3 separate regions of the Mus musculus genome follow, and regions 1 and 2 are each linked to region 3. A link is a contact called in public HiChIP or PLAC-seq data. All regions are on one chromosome and are shown on one strand. Each heading gives the region's core, a stretch centred on a gene start, on an enhancer-like site or on the middle of the called end of the contact. The rest is flanking DNA. Distances are from core to core; before and after follow the strand shown.

Evidence for each region. HiChIP or PLAC-seq counts read pairs in DNA pulled down with a chosen protein or histone mark.
Region 1: a contact with region 3 is called in an H3K4me3 HiChIP or PLAC-seq map of bone marrow-derived macrophages, with 2.9 times the contacts expected there. The contact joins two enhancer-like sites. A contact is called at or near these places in 3 of 484 Hi-C or Micro-C datasets (cochlea, myeloid progenitors and nephron progenitors), 1 of 115 datasets of contacts at active chromatin or transcription factors (bone marrow-derived macrophages) and 1 of 9 other capture datasets (embryonic stem cells).
Region 2: an H3K4me3 HiChIP or PLAC-seq map of bone marrow-derived macrophages shows a contact between it and region 3, with 3 times the contacts expected there. The contact joins the promoter of Dubr here to the enhancer-like site in region 3. A contact is called at or near these places in 18 of 39 promoter capture datasets (the 3T3-L1 cell line, 3T3-L1-derived adipocytes, the C10 cell line and 10 more), 23 of 484 Hi-C or Micro-C datasets (the 3T3-L1 cell line, 3T3-L1-derived adipocytes, the STO cell line and 15 more), 12 of 115 datasets of contacts at active chromatin or transcription factors (acute myeloid leukemia, bone marrow-derived macrophages, embryonic basal ganglia and 7 more) and 1 of 9 other capture datasets (embryonic stem cells).

The regions. Positions count from the first base shown.
Region 1 is chr16:50,698,173-50,702,457 of GRCm38.p6, forward strand. No RefSeq gene overlaps it. Among named protein-coding and RNA genes, the nearest start is that of Mir6363, 27 kb to the right of the region's middle. Within about 2 kb of position 2,814, at least 29 of the 459 cell types and tissues checked have an H3K27ac peak or open chromatin away from gene starts, as enhancers often do. A contact at or near this core is called in bone marrow-derived macrophages, where this site is marked.
Region 2 is chr16:50,731,476-50,735,756 of GRCm38.p6, forward strand. Dubr (Dppa2 upstream binding RNA) reads right to left here and starts at 1,298. Exons shown (of 2, transcript NR_028300.1): 1 at 943-1,298.
Region 3 is chr16:50,550,186-50,553,879 of GRCm38.p6, forward strand. All of the region lies in intron 3 of G730013B05Rik (RIKEN cDNA G730013B05 gene), which reads left to right. Among named protein-coding and RNA genes, the nearest start is that of G730013B05Rik, 26 kb to the left of the region's middle. Within about 2 kb of position 2,111, at least 8 of the 459 cell types and tissues checked have an H3K27ac peak or open chromatin away from gene starts, as enhancers often do. A contact at or near this core is called in bone marrow-derived macrophages and macrophages, where this site is marked.

The DNA.
Region 1 (4,285 bases), core at 1,564-4,063, 150 kb after region 3:
TACAGATGTGGATGCCTGAAGCCAACCATTGGACTGAGCTCTGGGGTCCTTGATAGAAGAGTTGGAGATGGGACTAAAGGAGCTGAGGGGGTTTGAAGTCCCATGGAGGGGGCAACAGTGTCAACTGGCCAGACCCTCAGAGCCCCTGGGGACTGGACCACCAACCAAAGGCTACATACACATGGAGGGGCACATGGCGCTGGCCACGTTTGTGGCAGAGGATGGCCTTTTTGGACATCAGTGTGAGGAGAAGCCCTTGGGCCTGAGGGTATTGGATGCACCAGTGTAGGGGAATGCCAGGGAGGGAAGACAGGAGTGGGTGGTTGGATAGGGGAGCACCCTAATAGAGGTAGGGGGATTGGGATGGGATAAGGGGTTCCGAGGGGAGACCTGGAAAGGGGGAAACATTTGAAATATAAATAAAGAAAATATGCACAAAAAAGAAAGGGAGGGAGAGAGAGAGAGAGAGAGAGAGAGAGAGAGAGAGAGAGAGAGAGAGAGAGAGAGAGAGAGAATGACTTATAACCAGATCTCATAGGGATTTTCTCAATTGATGATCCTTCTTTTCAGAGAACTTTAGCTTGTGTCAAGTTGACATAAAACTATCCAGCACATGGGGAAATTACCTAAAATACAATATATTAAGTAAATCACTCTGTTGTTTTCCTTTAAAAAAAAAATCAGAAGTCAAAAGAAAAGATAACACCTTTATAATAGACAGACAATGAAGTACAGATCTTAGACTGAAGGAAAATCCTAGCATGTTTTTCTCTGCTTGGTTACTAGAATTAAGACCGTTTTTGGAGTAATTTATAAGGGTGATTTCAAATGATATAAATTTTCCGAAATTAAAGATTGGTTGGAGTAGCTGAGTAGATCTTAACGTTTATGTTGGGCTTTGTTCACAGTTCAGTCACAGTACAAAGTTGGGCTACCTATGTGTCCACAGCCAACTTCATAACTGTGTTAGCCAGATTCTCCATCACTGTGGTAAATAATGGACAGAAATCACTTAGAGTAAGAAGGATTTATTTTGATATGTGGTTTTTGTCAATCACAGTCTGGAGGGCATAGTGAGGCAAAGAAGATTGCCTGATGGTAGGTAGGGGAGAAAGGAAAGAAGTCAGGGAGAGACAGAGACAGAGACAGAGACAGAGACAGAGACAGAGACAGAGACAGAGAAGGAGACAGAGAGCTATGGGTGGGGGTCGGGAGAGCACTAGTAAAGATTCTGTCCTTTGGCAACCTTTAGACTACCAGCTATAGCATGGTACCACCATGTCAGGGCTAGTCCTCTTCCCACTTTGTTCACATCAAGAACCGGCACAGCAGATTGGCTCCAAACCCAGTGACATCACACACAGGTGACAGAAGCCTGCACATCTGCAGCTATGGCTACAACCTGACATTCCCAGAACCCATTTGACTCACCTCCCACCTTTACCTGCAAGCGGCTTCGTCACTATCCAAATAAAGCAGACCCCACTGACCTCTATCTCTCTCTCTTCCCGCTCCTCTTCACTGCCACCTTTGCCCTCTTCCCTAACAACAAACCTCTTCCACATGAAACTGCTTTGGCCTGGTGTGGTCTGTCTGGATGCAAGCCACGATTCTAACACAGCACACTTTGCTCGTCCTTTTTGGGAAACGCCTAGAGGTGTGCTTTACCAATCTCTTTGATGTTTCCCCATCCAATCAAATTGACAATCCAGATTAACAATCACACTTCCCAGAATACACGTTTTATTCCTGCTTGGATTCATCTACTTTTCATCCTATACATACATACATAAATAAATAAATAAATAAATAAATAAATAAATAGATCCTCATATTTTATTAGACTTGGGGCTTGCAGACCGTTTTGTAGGCTGAATACTGATTATTTTTCTACTTGTCTTTTTTTGGGAAATGTGTTGGATTGAGTGGAAATTTGTTCTTACCTTCTTCCCCCCCCCCCAAGCACAGAAAGGGAGGGTTATCCTTTGAGGAAACACACAAACCAGGGACACATAAATCCTCGTTTGTTTCAAGCTGCAGGTCAGACATTTAGCCACAAGCAGGAAGCAGACTTTCTCAGAGAGCAGAAGTTAAATGTACAGTGTTCAAATGGACACAAGCCTGCAGTTCCTACACCAAACGTATGTAAATGTGGTGAGAAAACAGATGCAGCAGTAAGCTAGAATTCAGGCATGTCTGGGCATGCCTAGTGTACTGGCATGGGTACTCCCCCAAAGACCACTTTCAATGAAACTGAGATCTCTAAAGAGTTTGACCCCCAGGGCCAAACCCTTGTTTATATCTATGTGAATGTGATTATAAAAATTGCTCAAATTTGCACTTTCAATTGACTTATATTTATGGTGCCATTAGATTTGAGCTTAAATCCTATGGAAAGCAAAGGGTCTGTACACACACACACACACACACACACACACACACACACACACACACTGCATGCTCCAAGAACTGACTTTCTAGAAAATTTCAAGTGTAAATATACAAACAATACTTTACTATAGTGGGGAACAGGGGACAGCAGACTATACTCTAATAATGATTATATGGAAGAGTCTAAAAATGCCACCCCTCAGCCCCAAACTTTTGATCCTTCGCTCTCTATTGAAAACTAATCTAGACACATTTTTAAAAAAAGAGATTTCAAAGACACAATTAAAGTTTCAGGTTAAGTGGCCATAAAATACAGTGATTATTTGGGTAATCGTAACCCAATCAGATGAATCCCTTGAAGTGGAGGGGAGGTTGTTTGTAGATGGAACAGAAGAGGAAATTAGAGATTCAAAGCTTAGGGGGATTTGCTGCACTGTTTCTTGGATGGGAAAGGAAGAGGTCTTGTGCCAAAGACTGCAGGTGGCCTAAAGAGCTGAGAGTGGTCCCTGGCTGACAGCCAGAAAACAAAATATGGACCTCAGTTCGTATTTGGCAACAATCGGAATAAGTGGACCCTTTCCTAGCAGCCCAACATAAAAGTCCAGCCTAGTGGCACCTAGACCTCAGCTATGCAGAGAGCTCCTCTGACTTACAAACTTGACCTACAGAAGTGAGAGAGAACTCATTTGTGAGGCATCCCATGCGCAACACTTCGCTGTGTGGCAGCAGAAACCTAATACTGTAACAGAATAAGAGATGTAGGTTTGTGTACTGTGGGCCTCAGGTTGCAGGTTGTGGTGGGAGGTCTAGGCACCCAGAGATCTTGTGGTATGTAGTGGGTTCCCAGTGTTGAATAGTGAAGAACAGTCAGAAGAGGCGTGGGAAACTCGGGGAGACAGACAGTTCTTAGAGTTAATGAGTCGCCAGGATCTGCAGGCTGATGAAGTCCAGAAAGAGCAATTGTCCTACTTCATAAAGTCTAAATCTTCTAGTTTACAGTTTAATCTTCTAGCATACATTTTATCTACTAAAAGGAATGCGGCACTTTTGCTGGCTTTCCTGCCTCTTCCAATGTTTAAATTCTCTCTTGACTTCTTCATGAGTCCTGACCCCCCCCCTATCCCAGTTTTTCCTCCTCCCCCTTCCTTCCTCCCTCCCTCCCTCCCTCCCTCCCTCCCTCCCTCCCTCCCTCCCTCCCTCCCTCCCTCTTTCTTTCTTTCTTTCTTTCTTTCTTTCTTTCTTTCTTTCTTTCTTTCTTTCTTTCTTTCTTTCTTTTTTTCTCAAGAGAATGATTTAGTAAATAAATTCTTGGTGATCTAGATAGGAAAAAAAGTCTCTTCTTTATTATTAAATCCTTGTTACTGAGATAAAATAGCAACTCCTTCTCGAGAGACAGGTCATCTCAGTAGAGTTATGTGTCTTTACCACACACTTCCTATTAAAGAACAATGAACAAACATATTATATTGGCCTTTTTAACTAGAAAAACTTGGTGAAGCTTGGCTGAGTGTGGAATCACCATCTTCAAAGCCAGGATATAGATTAGTACAGAGACGACCCCATGACCACTGCAATATAATTTTATTTCGTAGTATAGCTTTACTGAAGTGCTGGCAGAAAACAACTCTTGCGTGGATCTCCTGCGTTTCTGCACATCTTCTTCACAGACACGTTTACAGCGTTGTCCTGGAGTATCTTTTCAAGTCTGTTTACATGGTTAACAGATTCAGAAGATAAAGGCCGGGTCTGGGTACCAGATAAAGGGGAGATGGGTTTGCTGTCCAGCATAGTAAAGATAACACTTTTTCCCAGACCCAAACACAAGCCGGTTTGAAAGGATTTTCCTTTAAAAGTGTGGTGATTCTTAAGCTCAGGGTATCTCACTCAGCTGTAA
Region 2 (4,281 bases), core at 48-2,547, 180 kb after region 3:
CAGGGCACTGCAGACTATTGGATGGATAACTATTATGACAGAAAGAACAATTAGAATACTTAATGCTAAGGCAGTGTCTATATTTAGCATGAGTGTGCTTTCTTTGTTACGGACTGCGATGAAGGAGGCTTGTACTAGATTATATCATCTAGACTGTTGCCAGAGTATGTTTGTTTAAGTACTGAACTGCATTTGTAATCGGCATACTATTTTCTGTGCTGTTTTTCAACAAATGTTAAACAGCTTCAACAACCTAGTTGTTCAGTAAGTGGTCTTACCAAGTGAGCACTGAAAAAAAAAGAGGGTTAAAAGCATACATAAAGCTTTTCAAGTTGTTTTAAGTTTGTTGGGATTATGTAGAATTTCAACATTCTTCTATACACTTTTCAGTATGTTTTAAATGATCACACTGGACATATCACAGCAAAAGAGACATTATCAAAACACAATAGTTTACCTTTTTACACTAAGCCAATTTATCCAAAGTGTTGGACTTTACTAGCCACGGAAAGTGACCGATTCAGAATAAAAGACTAGCCGGTTTGGCTACTGTTCTAAGAGGTTCCTGGCGGTCTTGACTGGTAACCGGCCAGGGGAGGAGGCGCAAACAGGTACGTGGGATTCCTGGGCTGGTGTTCAGAACCAGGTGCAATCGAAGCCTGGGCATCCTTACAGAAACTGGATCCTTTCTGCAAGCACCAGAGACGCGGCGCCAGCTCCCAGAAAGTGAAGGATTTGCCTGCCATCGCAAATCTGCAAGCGTTTAAGGCCGGCGGCCGTGAGTGGGTGTTTCCTCCTCCTATGCAAGGTTGTGAAAGATGAGTACGTGACAGATTTCGCTCTTCCTGGGGGGCGGGGGTGGGGTGGTCACAGAACTGGTAACTCTCTAATTGGCGACTCTCCAGAGGAATCTTAAAGCACGTAAAGTTTTTTTCTTTTTACCTGGGCTGGCGTTGGCGGGTAAAGAGCGGGGTGTGGCCGGATGCCTTCCGCGGCTCAGGATGCCCTGAACGCTCAGGACGCTCGCACTCTTGGGGCGGAGTCCACTCTGTGTCAGGACACAGTCCCGTTGGGACAAGAGGAGACTCGCATCCCTTCAGCCGGCTTAGAGAAGCGGGAACTTCTTCGGACTCGAACAAGGTGCGATGCCACTCCGAGCAGCCTACGCGGAGCAGTTTCGCCTTTTTTCCATCGCCGGGATCTTCACCGTTCTGACAGGTCTGCCCGTTGCTTTGCAACTTTGCTAGAAGCGCGGCCTGGGTGCGGCTGACAGCTCTACGCACGCGCGGTGCCGGTCCACGTCCCGCCTACCTTAAGGCTCCTCCCACAGAGCAGGTCACGCCCACCGCTTAGCTTTGGCTGCTGGCTGAGCTGCGGCTAGGAACCAGTCGCCGCTGGTGCTGTGGGCGGAAGAACACACACTGGATTCTGAATTAGTTGTGAACAGTGTCTACCTTCCCCCAGAGATAACATCCATACTAGACCTGTGTAAGCGGCGAGATCCTGTGCTTCAACCTAGTTTCTCAGAATAAGCGATTTTTCTCCATCGGGGTTTCTCAAGCACCCGTGGTGGTAGAGATTCGGGCTAGGTGATCATACAATGTGTCCATAAGGTGAAGTGACTTAGTATTTTGCAGCATCCCCGATTTCTAGTCTCTGGGTGGCAGCTTCAATCTCCACCCCTCTTATCTCCCTGATTCTGAGCAACAAGAATATACTCGAATTCTGCTACGTATGTGCCCATATTTGACTACAGGCTTAAAATACAGCAGGGGTCAAGAAATGTAACAAGTTTAGTAACCTCTATCTGATAGAGTTAATATGATTTAATTTCCTCAGTTGTTCCAAAAAATATTCAATTTTTACTTTATCGTTTGTTGGTAGAATTTAAATCTAGGATTAAGTTGATTACATAACACATTTAGATGTCAATTATCGGTCTTCATTCCATTTAGTTCAGTTCTCCACCCCCTCTTTGCTGTTTTCTTGACATTGACTAGGATGGGTCTCCTCCCAGAGTATCCTTCACTCTCTCTATTTGACTGTTTCTGCATATTGGTAAGACTGGTGGAAATTTTACCTAGATGATTTTTCGGTTTTCAAATGACTGTCTACCTATTCTAACAAGATAACTTTATAAAATTCCTTTTCCTCTTTACTTCTAGGGATGTGAGATACCACCTATGTCAATTTCTACACTGTACATGAGTCCTGATCTATATAATTTTTCTTTTCCACATTGATTAGATATTGTCATATTCGAAATTTATCCTTTTTAATTGTAGTCTGTGCAGCGTATTGCAATGTCTGAAAGGGCTTAGGCCTGCCTCATTGCGGCTTGCTTTTACATTATTTTTTCCCATATAAACAATAGAATATAGCTTCATTAAAATACTTTTGGAGAAACGGAGAATAATTTGATGTGCTTTCCCATTGGAGAACGGAATTTATCTTTCCTTTTATTGAAAATCCAGTTCTGTGACATTCAACAAGACTTTCTAGTGTTTTCCATATAGGATGCTTACATGTCTTGCTTATAGCGTAGTCCCTTTTGCATCTGCACTGTAAAAGAGCCTCATCCTATCTCTTCTTCCTCATGAGTGCTTGTTGCCCCAAACGACGACCATAATTTCTGTATGTAATTTTATATCTTGCTGTTAGGTTTAATTTGTTGCTGATTCAGGAGCTTGTCATCGGAGAACATCTTGCTTTTATGTCATTGTAGCCGTTATCCACTAAAGCTCAGACTGCCCTTGCTTGGCTCTTCTTACCTGACAGAGCTCCAAGGGTCTCCATGCGAGCGTCCTTCCTTCCTGAGGTGATATCAGCTCCCGTGTCAGCTCCCAGGCTTATTCCGGGGTGGTTCCCACTGTGTTGTTCCAGACTGAAAACCAACCGTTGCCCAGGGAGCCCTTACAGCTTCTGAGGCAGCCAGCTGACTGCAGCCTGTGAGCTTCAGGATGCTCATTGGCTTGGCATGGCTTCTGACTCTTCCACAAAATATTTAGAAAATATGTAATTTTTTTAAAGAGAGAAAAATAAAAGCCAATTTGTGGTAACAGTAATCTTCTACGTGAAAGATGATAGTATATTTGCTTACCCAATATTTTATCTCACCTCCTCTCTTTCAGGCTGAAAAGGATGAATCCTGCATTGTATGATGGTTTGCCTTTCCCTAGTAAAATGCCAAATGTGGTTAATCTATTAGGATTTGTTTCATGTTGCTTAGTCAAAAATAAAATTAAATAAATCTGCGGGAAAAAAACTATTGTTTTTAAATATATTTTTGAGTGGGATAATTAACTTATTTATTTATTGTTTTTTTTGTTTGTTTGTTTGCTTTTTGTTTTTTGAGACAGGGTTTCTCTGTATAGTCCTGGATGTCTGGAACTCACTTTGTAGACCAGGCTGGCTTTGAACTCAGAAATATGCCTGCCTCTGCCTCCCAAGTGCTGGGATTAAAGGTGTGCGCCACTATGCCTGGCTATTTATTTCTTTTACCATTTATTTATTCACTTTGCATCTGATTGCAATCACCCCTCTTCCCAGTCCCCTCTCTTATGACCCCTCCCCTCCCCATTCACCTTTCCCTCTGAGCGGGGGTGGGGTGGGGCGGGGGAGTCTCCCTTTCTTATCAATGTACCCTGGCACCTCAGGTCACTGCAGGTATATCCTCTCCCACTGAAACGCATTTATTTCAGTTCCTAGTTTGTATTGATGATCTCTCATTTTTATTCTGAACATTCTTCAGCTGATCTTAAAGATTATTGTTGTGGGGTTTTTTTTCTAGAAATTCTCAGAATCAACTGAGATTGATATTGAGATTTAATAGATAAAATTTTCAAGGTCAGAGGATTTTTTAAGTTACGTTTTGATGGCTGTGGTTTCTGGTTTTATAATATAATTAATTAAAAAATATTGTTCATGTTATGTTTCTTCATGTACTTTATCAAGGTATGCCTATTTTTGCCTCTGAATGTAAATTCTAGGCAATTTTAATAAATAATTTTGTTAAATTGCAGCTGGTTTAAGAGATTGTGTTATACACTATTATTATTTATGTATTTCAATTTTTCTCTAAATTAATTGTAATTCTTTCTTTATGATTATGGGCTATATACTTTTTCATAACTTTCTTTTAACCACAAAACACAACATATGGAAAAATTCTTAAGATGTGCTTTATTTAGATGGTTTGGGGTCTAAGTTTCTCTTTTTTTATTTAAGAAAATTTCTGTTCTTTTTTATAAGCATTTTCTTGCTATTTTTTGTCTGTCATCC
Region 3 (3,694 bases), core at 861-3,360:
AAACTTAGGATACTCAAGATATAAGATACAATTTGCTAAACGCATGAAACTCAAGAAGAACGAAGACCAAAGTGTGGACACTTTGCCCCTTCTTAGAATTGGGAACAAAACACCCATGGAAAGAGTTATAGAGACAAAGTTTGGAGCTGTGACGAAAGGATGGACCATTTAGAGATTGCCATATCCGGGGATCCATCCCACGATCAGCTTCCAAACGCTGACACCATTGCATACACTAGCAAGATTTTGCTGAAAGGACCCAGATATAGCTGTCTCTTGTGAGACTATGCCAGGGCCTAGCAAACACAGAAGTGGATGCTCACAGTCAGCTATTGGATGGATCACAGGGCCCCCAATGGAGGAGCTAGAGAAAGTACCCAAGGAGATAAAGGGATCTGCAACCCTATAGGTGGAACAACATTATGAACTAACCAGTACCCCGGAGCTCTTGACTCTAGCTGCATATGTATCAAAAGATGGCCTAGTCGGCCATCACTGGAAAGGGAGGCCCAATGGACTTGCAAACTTTATCTGCCCCTGTACAGGGGAACGCCAGGGCCAAAAAGTGGGAGTGGTTGAGTAGGGGAGTGGGTGGGAGGGTATGGGGGACTTTTGAGATAGCATTGGAAATGTAAATGAGGAAAATACCTAATAAAAATATTTTTTTTAAAAAAGAAGAGCATCTTAAGCCAACAGGGAATGAGCACAATAAAAATGTTTTCCTTCATGGCATTTGTCTCAAAGTTATTCTCATCGCAAAGTTCTCCCTCATAGCATTATGTAGAAGAGCAAAGGAGATGACACTTGAGAAATGGGAGAAAAGCAAGCAAAATTTTGTCTTTTGGGTTGAAAGTCACAGATATTGTCGTCATGTTGACAACGTTTGCCTTTTCCTTCACCAGCTTCACTACCTCTTTTTGATTCTTGACTAAAGGTCACTGAGCTTGCCTATGAACTTTCGCACCATTTTAGAGACATTAGTCAGATTACAGAACATATGTAGTCCTCCTACTGACTCCCAGTCAGCTGTATACTTACTGAAGTGAAAAACTGTGTTTCTCTTCAACAACGGACAGACAGATCATTTCTTTGAGAGGAACACACATGCAAAAGTCAGTCTTAAAAAATATATCAATTCTCTTGGCTTGATTTGTGATATTTTGAGCACACAGTTCAATTTTCATCTTCCCTAGTGTGCTTACTACCCGAGATTAGCTGCATGCAAGGCAAAGTTTATTTCTGGGCACAAGTCAGCTGCGGTATACTGCAGTGTCCAGGGCAGAACAGCCCTGCTGAATTTTCTCTTTTCTGGAACTCCTATTTTTCGCTCAAGTGTTTCCCTTTAATTGTGATTAATAAGACAAAGAGGTGGCTCAGCAGGTAAAGGCTCTTGCTATACAAGCTTGGCGATCTGAGCTTAATCGCTAGAACCCATGTCATGATGGAGAGAGAGAACAACTCCACACAGTTGTCTTTTGACCTCCACACACATGCTGCAACCCCCACCACACACACACTGCATATACAGAAACACAATAGTAATAACTAAAAGCTTGTGATGAAAATGTATATAATATAACATTTATTTTATTAGCTATTTCCAAGCGTAGGTGAGCATTTGGCACTGAGGAAGCCTTGGGTGAGTGTAAGGATTAATGAAGTCCTGAGAGAATGTGAGTCATTGAGAAGGATCAATGTTGCAGACCCATGAAAATAGGCAAAGCTTGATTTCAAGGACCAATGCCCCAGACCCACAGGAACTGGCAATACACAAATGTTTACGACTTGGACCAGTGCTAGCCAAACTAGAAACTACTGCTTCCTTCTTGCAGAAGACTGCTTTTCTGCTGAGAACTGCTTCTGACATAGCTCCCCCATACCCCGCACCCTCTGCGTACATCATAAGCCACTAGGGGTCCAGGTTGCTGTGCCAATCTTGCTGCTGTAGGAGAATGAACACAGCCCTACCTGATCGCAGCTTTTTTTGTAAGTGTGTCTGTCCTTTCTTCATTGCTTCTTCTCCCCAGTGAGGTTTTCAGGACGAAGCCAGACAGGACGTGGCCGTGCAGTAGTGTTTACTCTATTTACATCTGAAGGACAAAAACTTGTAAAACAGAAACTATATCTCTAAATAACTTCCTTTTTCCCCCTCTGCCCTGAGCCCCAAGAAACCACTATTGGCTTTCTGTTTCTATGATTTTGACTGGTCAAGCTCACACAGGAATGGAAATATACCATGCCTAACATTTTGTGATATCCTGGTGATCTGTGTGTACCTGCTGTTTGTCCTGGAGTCACCTCTCAGAGGGGAGAATGAGAGAACCAGACAATATTTATGTACTGTGATGAATGCGGGTTAAGATGTCTTTTCTTAGTCTTTTAGATAAATATAAATTGTCACATTTTCTTTCTCCAGTCCAGTACATGTTGTGTAACTCCTTGTCAATGCCTCCTGGCCCGAAATCCCAAAGGGGCACACATTCGAGGAACACACAATGTGCTTGAACTAAGCTTCTCACTGGAAACACAGGCCATGGTAACTGGATTGTGCTTCAGTAATAGGATAGCTCAAAAGATTTCTTGAATCATGTGGGCTTTGCACAGGGGAAAAAAGGAGGGAATTTATCTCTGTGATTGTTGCCAGGTAGTGAGGAGCCTTTTAAGACTGAAGTTCTCAGTCTTACCGGTGGAGAGGGCTGTTGTACAGAACTCTTCGGGGAAAGACATAGGCAGAACTCCACCCACCAGCCAAAGCCAGGAGGAGGATGGTTTCTTGTGGAGTTTCTACAGAGCCCTTATTTGGGTCGGCGCTTGGAGAAAATAATGAAGCAGTCTTGTTCTGTTTCATTGTATGATGGTCTCAGAATGTCCTTGTTTGATGTGGATGGTCTAGGAGGTTGTTTATCTACAACAGGGAGCATGTTCCTTCCTTAGAGGAAACATGGAAAACATTACATGAGAGAAGCATCCGAAGTGTTGAGCAGATAATTCTGGAGCGAGAACTTAACATAGTAAAGATGGACTTTCATTATTTCCCTCTCTGTCATGGGAAACTAATAAATGCCTTTCTTTATTCATTAAAGAGAAACTTAGTGGGTAGCAAATGTTTACTGTGATGCAATGGTGAACGAGCATACATAGCCTCTGACAGCATGGCCCGTAAGACAGCTCAATAAGAAGAGGGTGAAAAGTTACAGGAGATGTCCCCTGCCACACCTTGGCCATGTTGGGAACTGTTTCTATGATAAAGCGATGTTGACGGTGGTTCTACCAGATGGATGAGCACTGTCTAGAGGCTTGCATTAGATGGAAGGCAAGGGATAAACTCTGACAAAGAGTGAGGGACCATAGTGCAGTGTGTCCAATGAAAAAAAGAAACAAGCCAACTAAAGACAACAGAAAAGTCTCTCACTTTCTAAATACACTCTATAGGAAACTGTTTTTCTTCCATCTTGCACACACTTGCGTGTGCCTCATGCGGTAGTGATTACAGCTCCTTTATTAATTGATGATGATACAATGTTGTGAGCATGCTAAGTGCAGCACATTTGCTCACAAAATGGTGATAAACGTGATTACTGTTTCGGTGGAGCCCCTGTTTACTCGCTGTCATTGGAGTTTCAACTGTCTGCTCTGCTTCGTGCAGCAGACAGCTGCTTTGCAACACGGCTGATTTGGTGACTATATTTGGCCT